2 separate regions of the Mus musculus genome follow, and region 2 is linked to region 1. Evidence: chromatin contacts called from public Hi-C data. All regions are on one chromosome and are shown on one strand. The core of a region is the stretch at or near the end of the contact, and the rest is flanking DNA. Distances in the headings are between cores, read along the strand shown. Region 1 holds the start of Nup160 (nucleoporin 160). Region 2 holds the start of 2810002D19Rik (RIKEN cDNA 2810002D19 gene).

Region 1 (4,345 bases), core at 527-3,026:
AGGAAAAGTAAAAGGAAGGAGGGATTCTTTGTGTTGGCATTTTTGCGAAACTTTTTCTTTACACACCCGCATACACATGTATGTGTTGAGATGTCAGCTCAGGTTGGCCTCGAACTCTGATCCTCCCGCCCCAGCCTCCGGAGTACTAGGATTACAGACACTTGCCACTCTGAGCGACACGGGTCGGATGCGTTGAATTAAATATTAATGCCCCAACCTTCTTGAAGTTATCGAAAATACAGTACAGTTTGCAAACGTGCAAGGAATTGTTTGTGAATTTCTTTCTGGGATCGGTCAGTATTCTCTGGAGGTTGAAGATTGATCATTCAGAGCCAGTTTGGGGCTACATAGTGAGACTTTGTAAATGAATGAGTAAATAAATTAAACTACAACTTCAGGCTTACAGCTGAACATGTTCGTTGGCAACTCCATCAGAATCACAACATTGCGAAGTTCCATAATTCTGCCCCAGCAATTGCATTTCCCTTGACCATTTATTGCCTTAATGACTATTTCGTGATTGTCACTGCCCACACCTCTCTTCAGATGCACCAGAAGAGGGCGCTAGATTTCATTACGGATGGTTGTGAGCCACCATGTGGTTGCTGGGATTTGAACTCAGGACCTTGGGAAGAGCAGTCGGTGCTCTTAACCGCTGAGCCATGTCTCCAGCCCTCACCCCCACTCATTCTTAGCTTACTCTGAAGTCGGCCGAGTGGGCATAGTGGCACACTGACAGCAGCTTTTGGAAGCAAGTAGATCAGGAGTTCAAGATTATCCTCCAATTTATGTCAAGATCAAGGCCAGCCTGAGGCTGCCTAAAACCCTGGCTCAAATCAAACAAAAAGCAGCTTTTAATCCCAGCACTCAGGAGGCAGAGGTAGGTGGGTTTCTGTGAGTTAAAGGCCAGCCTGCATTACAGAGTGAGTTCCAGGACAACCAGGGCAACAGAAACTGTCTTGACGTCCCCATTCCTCACAAAAGAAGACAACTTGCCCTGCAACCATATTTTCCTACCAGCAATTATAGCCTTATGCTTCTGTTTCTGTACATTGAACTGTGTCTGAACTTATAGAGAGACACCCTCCCTACCTTGACCTTCGGTCTATTCCTCATTTTAGCATCTTTAATTTTTCCATTTTTACTAAATTACTCCTCTAAATCTCACTAAGATAAAGTCTCCCCTAGAGCCCTGCTAACCCCTGTCCTTCTGTACTTGGCAAAAAGGGAGTTATGTCTGCACTCAGTGGATGCATCTCAGTGGATCAAGATGAAGCCTAAGGTCCTGGTCCCTTGCTTCCATCTAGGTCCATCCTGGTCAATTTCAGTTCAGTTTTCTCTGCCTAATCCTGCTTTCTTCACTCCCCTAGCAATGCTGTTCTGTGAGCACACTGTGTGCTCCTTCCTGTGTGTAAATCTCTGCTTCAGAGACTTTTTTTTTGAGAGGGAAGCTCACACACACACACACACACACACACACACACACACACAATTTAAAAAATATTTTTTTAAAAGATTACCTGTTGTGCGGCTTGGTGGCACACATCTTGAACCCCAGCACACAGGAGGCAAATGCAGGTAGATCTCTGAATTTAAGGCCAGCCTGGTCTAGGTGAATGAGATATGTTTTGGGGAACTTGTTGTTAGTGTCATTTCCCCCACATATTCAAAATCTCTATCAAGGCAGAAAGAATGCAAGATGAACGGGAAGGTGTGCTGTAACGACACTGCCTCCTGGACACAGCATGGTGGCTGCTCTCGTGAGATCATAACTGTGGTTACCTACACAAAAGACAGGGCCTGTCAACATTCCGTGGTGGGGGTTGGACTTTGAGGCCCCATCGCTCCCCGAGGAGCCGTAGGTAAAGTCAGTGGCTGCTGTGAGGGAGGAGTAATTTTCTCCAGTGGTGTATTTGCTGGTTAGTTGCCGGTGCTCCTATAAATAAGACTCCCTCCCATGCTCATTCAAGCAACTCTAATTAAACCCAGTGGGTCACAGATAGAAAAGACATGAAAGTGGAAGAGGAACTAGTTGGGAAGAAGGGCAAAGGAGGGTGATGGGGGGTCCATGATGAAGCTGGGAATAGTGGCCCACACCTGTCATCCTGGGTGCTTGGAGGGTGGAGGCATTCTAGGCTAGTCTCAGCAACATAGTAAGTGTGAGGCCTGCCTAGGTTACATCAAACCCTGTCTCACAGACGTAGGCAGAAGATTTTATTAGAGTGTGTGTTTGCTTTTTTATTAATGTTATTATTCATTTTACAAATGATGGACATCATATGACATTTTCATACATGTACTTTAGCCTACTTTGTTCACATTCACCTGTTAGCAAATCTTGTCCTCCCTTTCCCTCTTACTGTTCCCCTTCCTCTTCCCAAATAATAGTCCTCCCCTCCCCTTTTATGTCATGTATACATATATTTAAATCTAGATTTTGCATTTTTGTGCCTTCCTTTATTAATAATAATGATGATCCCCAACGTAACCATTTTCATTCAAACGATATGATTTTCTTCTTGTTTATGGCTGAATAGAACTTGAGATGTGATGTTTTCCAAGCTTCAAGCTGTCTTTGACCTTTGGTTCATGTTACAGTAAATTCAAGGTGAATTGCAGTAAGTTAACAGTAACACTTTACATTGCCCGAACTTAGTGACTTTTTTTGGGTGGTAATTCGATGGAAATTATTGAATTATTCAGTGGAATAATTTCTTTCAGTGGAAATTAGTGTTATTTTTCAGTGAGCACTTTCAATGTAATTACTTTATTTCGGGGGTTCCAGGAATGTGGTTTCCTGTCATTTGGCCAGTGACTTTCAAAAGTGATAATAGCAATGACTTGAGATCTAGCCACAGTGCAAAGGGCTTATTATTTTTTTCTATTTCTCTAGATTTTTAAATATTGGTTTTTATCTTCATGCTGTTCTATTAATCATAGTAAGTAGCTTTCCAGTTCCTGGAAGCATATTGGTTTGTCCCACACTTATTTTTTCAGTCTTGATTGCATGTTGGGCACTGGGTTATAATGATCCCCCAAAATAGGCTAAGCAGCCAGATACCTTGTCTTTCTTGTGTTTCGAGACAGGGTTTCTCTGTGTAGCCCTGGCTGTTCTGTAACTCCCTCAGTAGACCAGGCTGGCCTCGAACTCAGAAATCCACCTGCCTGCTGCCTCCCGAGTGCTGGATTAAAGGTGTTTCTCCACCACCCAACTAAAATATCTTTAAACACTACAAAAATTTCAAGTTTTCTGCTTTTGAGTTTCTCTCAGTTTAGTGGGGGTTGCAAAGGGGAAGTAGAGATAATGGTAAGGTATGGTAATTATTATACAAGATAGTTACAGTAAAGATATGGCTGAAATATCACAGGACAACCAGGCAAGCAGTGTCTGAGATGCCTGTGTCATGGTCTAAAGATGTTTCCTTTCTTCCTGAATAGTTTGCATTAATGTTAACTGTCTTTCCTTACAGCTCAGTGCTGAAAGACCTGAATACATTCTTTGTTTTCTTGTTTCTTTATTTGCCAAGGTCTCAGTATGCAGCCCGAGCTTCCCTGAAACTCACTCTGTAGAGCAGTCTGGCCTCGAACTCAGAGCTTTACCTGTCTGTGCTTCCCAAGGATCAGGATTAAAGGCGTGAGCCACCATGCCCTGCTATAGATTCCCATTGTAGGTTTTACATATGAATATGAAATGGCTCTGCAGGTAAAATGCCTACTATGTAGGCCTGATGACCCATGTTCATACCTCAGAATCCGTGTAAAGGTTAAAAAAAGAGAATTGACTCTTACAAATTGTCCTCTGACCTCCACATGTGAGCTGTGGCATAATAATTTATAATTAATATGTTTTATTACATAATTTATAATTCTTCTAAACAATTCATTCCTTTTTATTGTATGTGTGAATTCCTGCATGTGTACATATGGACCATGTGCACGCCTGGTACCTTAGGAGGTGAGAAGAGGGAATTGGATCTCTTGGAATTGGAGTTACAGGCAGTTGTGAGATACCATATGGGTGCTGGGAATGGAACCAAGTACTCTGAAGAGCACTGAGGGATCCTAACTGCTGAGCCATCTCTACAGACCTATAATAACAAGTTTATTAATATCTATCTATCTATCTATCTATCTATCTATCTATCTATCTATCTATCATTTTTATGTGTATGGGTGTTTTGCTTGTCCTGTATCAAGTGTGTGCCTGCTGGCCAAAGAATCCACAAGAGGGCATCAGAGCCCCTGGAACTGGAGTTACAGACATTTGTGAGTCTCCACATAGGTTCTGGGAATCACACTTGGGTCATCTGGAAGAGCAGCCAGTGCTCTTAACTGCTGAGTCAAA
Region 2 (4,345 bases), core at 930-3,429, 3.7 Mb before region 1:
TATACAATAATAGATGGCTACACCTAAAAAGATGCTGAGAAAAAGGGATTCCATCACTTGTTTCTACTTTAAAACTCAGGTTACAGTCCTTACTGTCTATATTTAAACTCAATACGACACATAAGAGTCCCTTACAACTTGACACCAGCATCACCTTTACCAACCACACTTTCCTTTGTGCCAAGCCTTTTTCACCTGGTTGTAGCTCTCTCTACACATTATTATTACATTCTCATCTGTATTTTAATTAACTTGTCAACATCATAGCTTACTTCTTAATGGTCATATTTCTGTGCCCATGTAAGAGTCCAAGGAACTTAGCTTACTGGGGATCCCCTGAGCAAACCATGTGGAGCCAGGATCAATGCAAAAAGCAAGAGGAATTTATTGTTCCAGTGCACTGGGGTCGTCCCAGACCCGAAGGAGAGGCGGAGCAGCACCCGTTCAGTGAGTTTTTATAAGGTTTCCAGGAGGCAGAATAGAGCATCAGCAACTAGGCACAATATGATTGGCGAAACAGTGCACCCTTTAAACTGGTTGGTCTTTAGGGAATGAGGTAACAAGGACTTCCCTTGTCTGAAGGTGGGCAACAGTCCATCCTGTCGGTTCCACCCTGTGGTCTGAGAAATGTTAATTAACCTCTCCCTTCTGGAGGGGCAAGTGTTTCATAACCTTCCCAAAGGTCCTGAGCTGACCTTTACACCCAGTCTCTACAGGCAAATATATACATATGTGTGTGTATGTGTGTGTACACATACGTACGTGGGTGTATATGTTTGTGTATGAGAACTGTATGCCACATGTATAAAGGAGGATCCCCTAGAGCTGGAGTTCTACAGGTGGTTGTGGCCTAACACTGCTTCCAGGGAAGAGCAGGAAGTGCTCTTCAGCCCTGAGCCATCTTTGTAGCCCCAAGCCATCTCTCCAGCCCCAAGATATACCTTTTTAATAAAACGAATGTTCATTACACGGGTACTTTTAAGAAAAGCTGCCTAGTGAGCTGGGCCTGATGGTTCATGCCTGTATCCAGCATCAGGTGGTTGACACAGGTGGACTTAAAGGCCTGCCTGGGCTAAATAAATTCCAGGCAATTCAGGCTGCAAATGGGACTTCATTTCAAAAACAAAACAAACAAAATCAACAAAACCAAACTGCTCTCAGAAGAATTACAATGCCATAGCACAGTCTCTGTTCCCATAACATGAGGCAGACATTTGTTTCCTGCAACACATCTATGTAGGTGGCAGGGCACAATTTTTTTTTTTCTCAACAGAAAAAAAAAAAAGCATAACAGCTTTGTTACAAGATGATACGCCCACCATACTAGTAGGCCGACCTGAAATACCTATAATAACATACATTGGCAGAGCCTGGAACCTAAGCTGGTTAACAGCTACTGTACCTGTTGGTAGTGCGCCTCTTAAGTTTCAATATGCAAATCAATCACCTGAGACTTCTTTAAAACATACTCATAATGGCTGAGTCTACCCTCGGGGAAGGGAAGCCGCAGTGCTTACATATTTAATACAGTCCCCTCCCCGGAGATGCCACTATCTGGGTTCTACACCTAGGTCTTTAACTTAGACTAGAGCTGCCCACCAAAGTCCACAAGACACGTGGTGCTGCTGCTGTAAGACCCAAAAATCTGGCCACACTGGATGTAAGTGGTCTGTAAGGACACATCGCTTTCTAAATTTCGGAAGAAAAAGTATGCCGATCACATATACATAACTTGTAATGAGCTGATATTTTGTATTTGATAACGAGCTATTTTTTTAATTCGATGTGTGACATGCATTACACAGTACGACTGCGCCGCTTAACACTCCATTACGAGACTTATTAAAAAAAAAAAAAAAAGCCTCTCTCAGATAGTTGAAAAGTATAACTTTTATTGCCCTACCAGAAACAATACTTACTTTTTAAAAAGACCTTCACCGTCTTCTCACTTCTGCTCAAGCTCCACCTAGTTTTATTATCTCCCCTCCGATTCCCACGCTTGGGGATCTTATAGCCTCCAGAAAAACGATAACTAGAAAGCCGTTTCCAGCCCTGAGGTGTGGCAGGACCGGCTTCCCCGACCGAGAGTAAAGGGACCGGTATCGTCTCCGAGGCACTCCGCGGGCTCCTCCTCCAGTTCCAGAGGCGACCTCCCCAAGATGGCGGACCGCAAGGAGTCGCTTCCGCTTCCGGTGTGAGCAGCCCGGCCGGGGGGGCAAGATGGCGGCGGCAATAGGGGTCCGCGGCCGGTTCGAGCTGCTACCTCGCTCCGGCCCGGGTTGGCTTCTCAGCCTTTCCGCTTTGCTGAGCGTGGTGGCTCGAGGGGCCTTGGCCACTACGCACTGGGTCGTCACGGAGGACGGGAAGATCCAACAGCAGGTAGCGGCCAGGGTGCCCCCTCTCTGCCCGCGCCCGATCAGGGGGAATCCCGGAGCCGGGCCCCTGGGTGGCTCCGCGCGGCCCCGCCCCCAGCTTGGCTTCCCACGGTCCCGGCCCACGGGCCGAGGCTTCCTGCGCTCCGACCTGGCGCCGCCCCCTCCCCTCTGGTCCCCTCGCCCCGGCTCCGCCGTGGGGAACTTCTCAGCCTTCCACCTTGGGGCCGCGCGCCGTCCCGGAACCGACCCCGGGGAGCTGAGACTTGAGCTCCCGGGTTAGGAGTCACGGATTCATCATTAGTTCTGCCTTTGGAGCCGCTGGACCAGGACCCGCGCGCCACCACCTCTCCCCGAGGAAGTAGAAAGCAGGTGGCAGTGCCGGGGAGTGTGCGCGTCCCAGGCCGGTGACAGCCAGGGTGGCATTAGTGAATGGATGGATCTTTTAATGCGCCTCCTCCAGCCTTGTCTCCCACTGATGGGATTTGTTTCGCGATGTGGTGGTTTGAGGCTGTGCCGTTAGCCAGGTCATTAGGGGCTCTTTAAAGACAACCCATTCTTGCTCCTTCTGAAGGAATGCCAGAAGATGCATGCCTCTGGTGGCGGTGCCCGCATCATTCAGTTCTTAAGTGCCCTCATTTCCCGGTGTATTTTACATTGCTTCCTAGTTCCTTTGACCCAGCCCGGCACTCAGCATTTGCAGTTTACTAGATTACCTATGCTTGAACTGATTTCTCAGAGGAGTGACCGCTTTTCTTATATAACTTTCTGATGCCTGCATCTGCATTTGCTTTCATACTGCTGATGCTTTAAGGACTGCGTGTGTGTGTGTGTGTGTGTGTGCGTGTGTGTGTGTGTGTGTGTGTGTGTGTGTGTGTGCGCGCGTGCTCGCGCGCGTGCTTCACCACAGAATCTTGTAAACTTAATGACTTCCAGCGCTTGACAACAATCAGGAAATGTCCAGGAGCCATTTAAAAAGTGAAGTGTGTACCCCTTGCAATTTAAGCATACTGACTCATGTTTTAACCAAAGGCGAGAGAGAGAAACTGATCCTTTTGATTAACTGTAGAAACACATCGCATGGTTTATATTTAAGATGAGACATTTCACAATGCAGCAAACCTAAACAAAATTTTTAAAATGCCCACACTTTGTGTTTCCAGTGTACTCTTTCCTCGAGTGTATTTATATCAAACTCCCGATTTAAAGGATTTCTTTTTCATGGATATTAAGTTCAAGATCCAAGTTAATTTTCATTAGCCTCCAACTGAGAGTTTAAAAATGTCAGAACCCCTAGAAAAATACAGTAAGGCTGCCTTTCCAACGTAAGATTGGAAATCCTGCACCATCCCTGTTTTCATCTTTTGATTGCTGTTGGTGGTTTGCTGAGGTCCGCGTGAAGGGAGGCATTGAATTCAGTCACTTATGCTGCAATTTGGGGAGCCCTTCTCCCATTGGCTCCTTCGCTATATTGTTTCTGGCCACAGCTATTTATACTCGATGACATTGACTTCTCCTTCCCATTTTGGTGGCCTGCCACTCAGCCGGAAAAGAAATCCATCTGAAAAGTGAAGGTTAATTAACGGAAATGGATCATTTATATGTTGAATATTACAGTGGGAAGGTAAGATCGGATTTGTTTTTGTTCTTTAAAAAAAAAAAATGCCTTCTTTTACATATTGGATCTACATCTTAGAGGGGAATATATGGGTATTAGTACCTTGCCAGATCTTCTGAATCTCTGCCAAGTTCTCTCTTCAGTAAGTAATTAGACTTAAAGATAAGAAAGCACACCCTTTTTTATAACAGCCCTTCCCATTGACTTTTTCCAGTTCTTCATTGCACGTTAACAGTTGCAGCACTGGGTTCTGGCAGCCATGAACTTTTACTCTATAACAAATAAAGTTGATGCCAATGTGTAACAACTGGCGGGGGAAGGGTGTTAGAAGTAAAGTGGTGGTGTTAATCTAAGA

What was found. Hi-C and Micro-C count contacts between places; a contact is called where the count stands out from the background.
Region 2: a contact with region 1 is called in a Hi-C map of CD8 T cells, with 4 times the contacts expected there. The contact joins the promoter of 2810002D19Rik here to the promoter of Nup160 in region 1. A contact is called at or near these places in 2 of 484 Hi-C or Micro-C datasets (CD8 T cells and uterus).

Annotation. Positions count from the first base shown.
Region 1 is chr2:90,674,646-90,678,990 of GRCm38.p6, reverse strand. Nup160 (nucleoporin 160) reads right to left here and starts at 1,776. Exons shown (of 37, transcript NM_021512.2): 1 at 1,521-1,776.
Region 2 is chr2:94,404,541-94,408,885 of GRCm38.p6, reverse strand. 2810002D19Rik (RIKEN cDNA 2810002D19 gene) reads right to left here and starts at 2,179. Exons shown (of 2, transcript NR_027831.1): 1 at 1,920-2,179. Ttc17 (tetratricopeptide repeat domain 17) reads left to right here and starts at 2,197. Exons shown (of 25, transcript NM_183106.2): 1 at 2,197-2,379. The coding sequence starts at 2,221.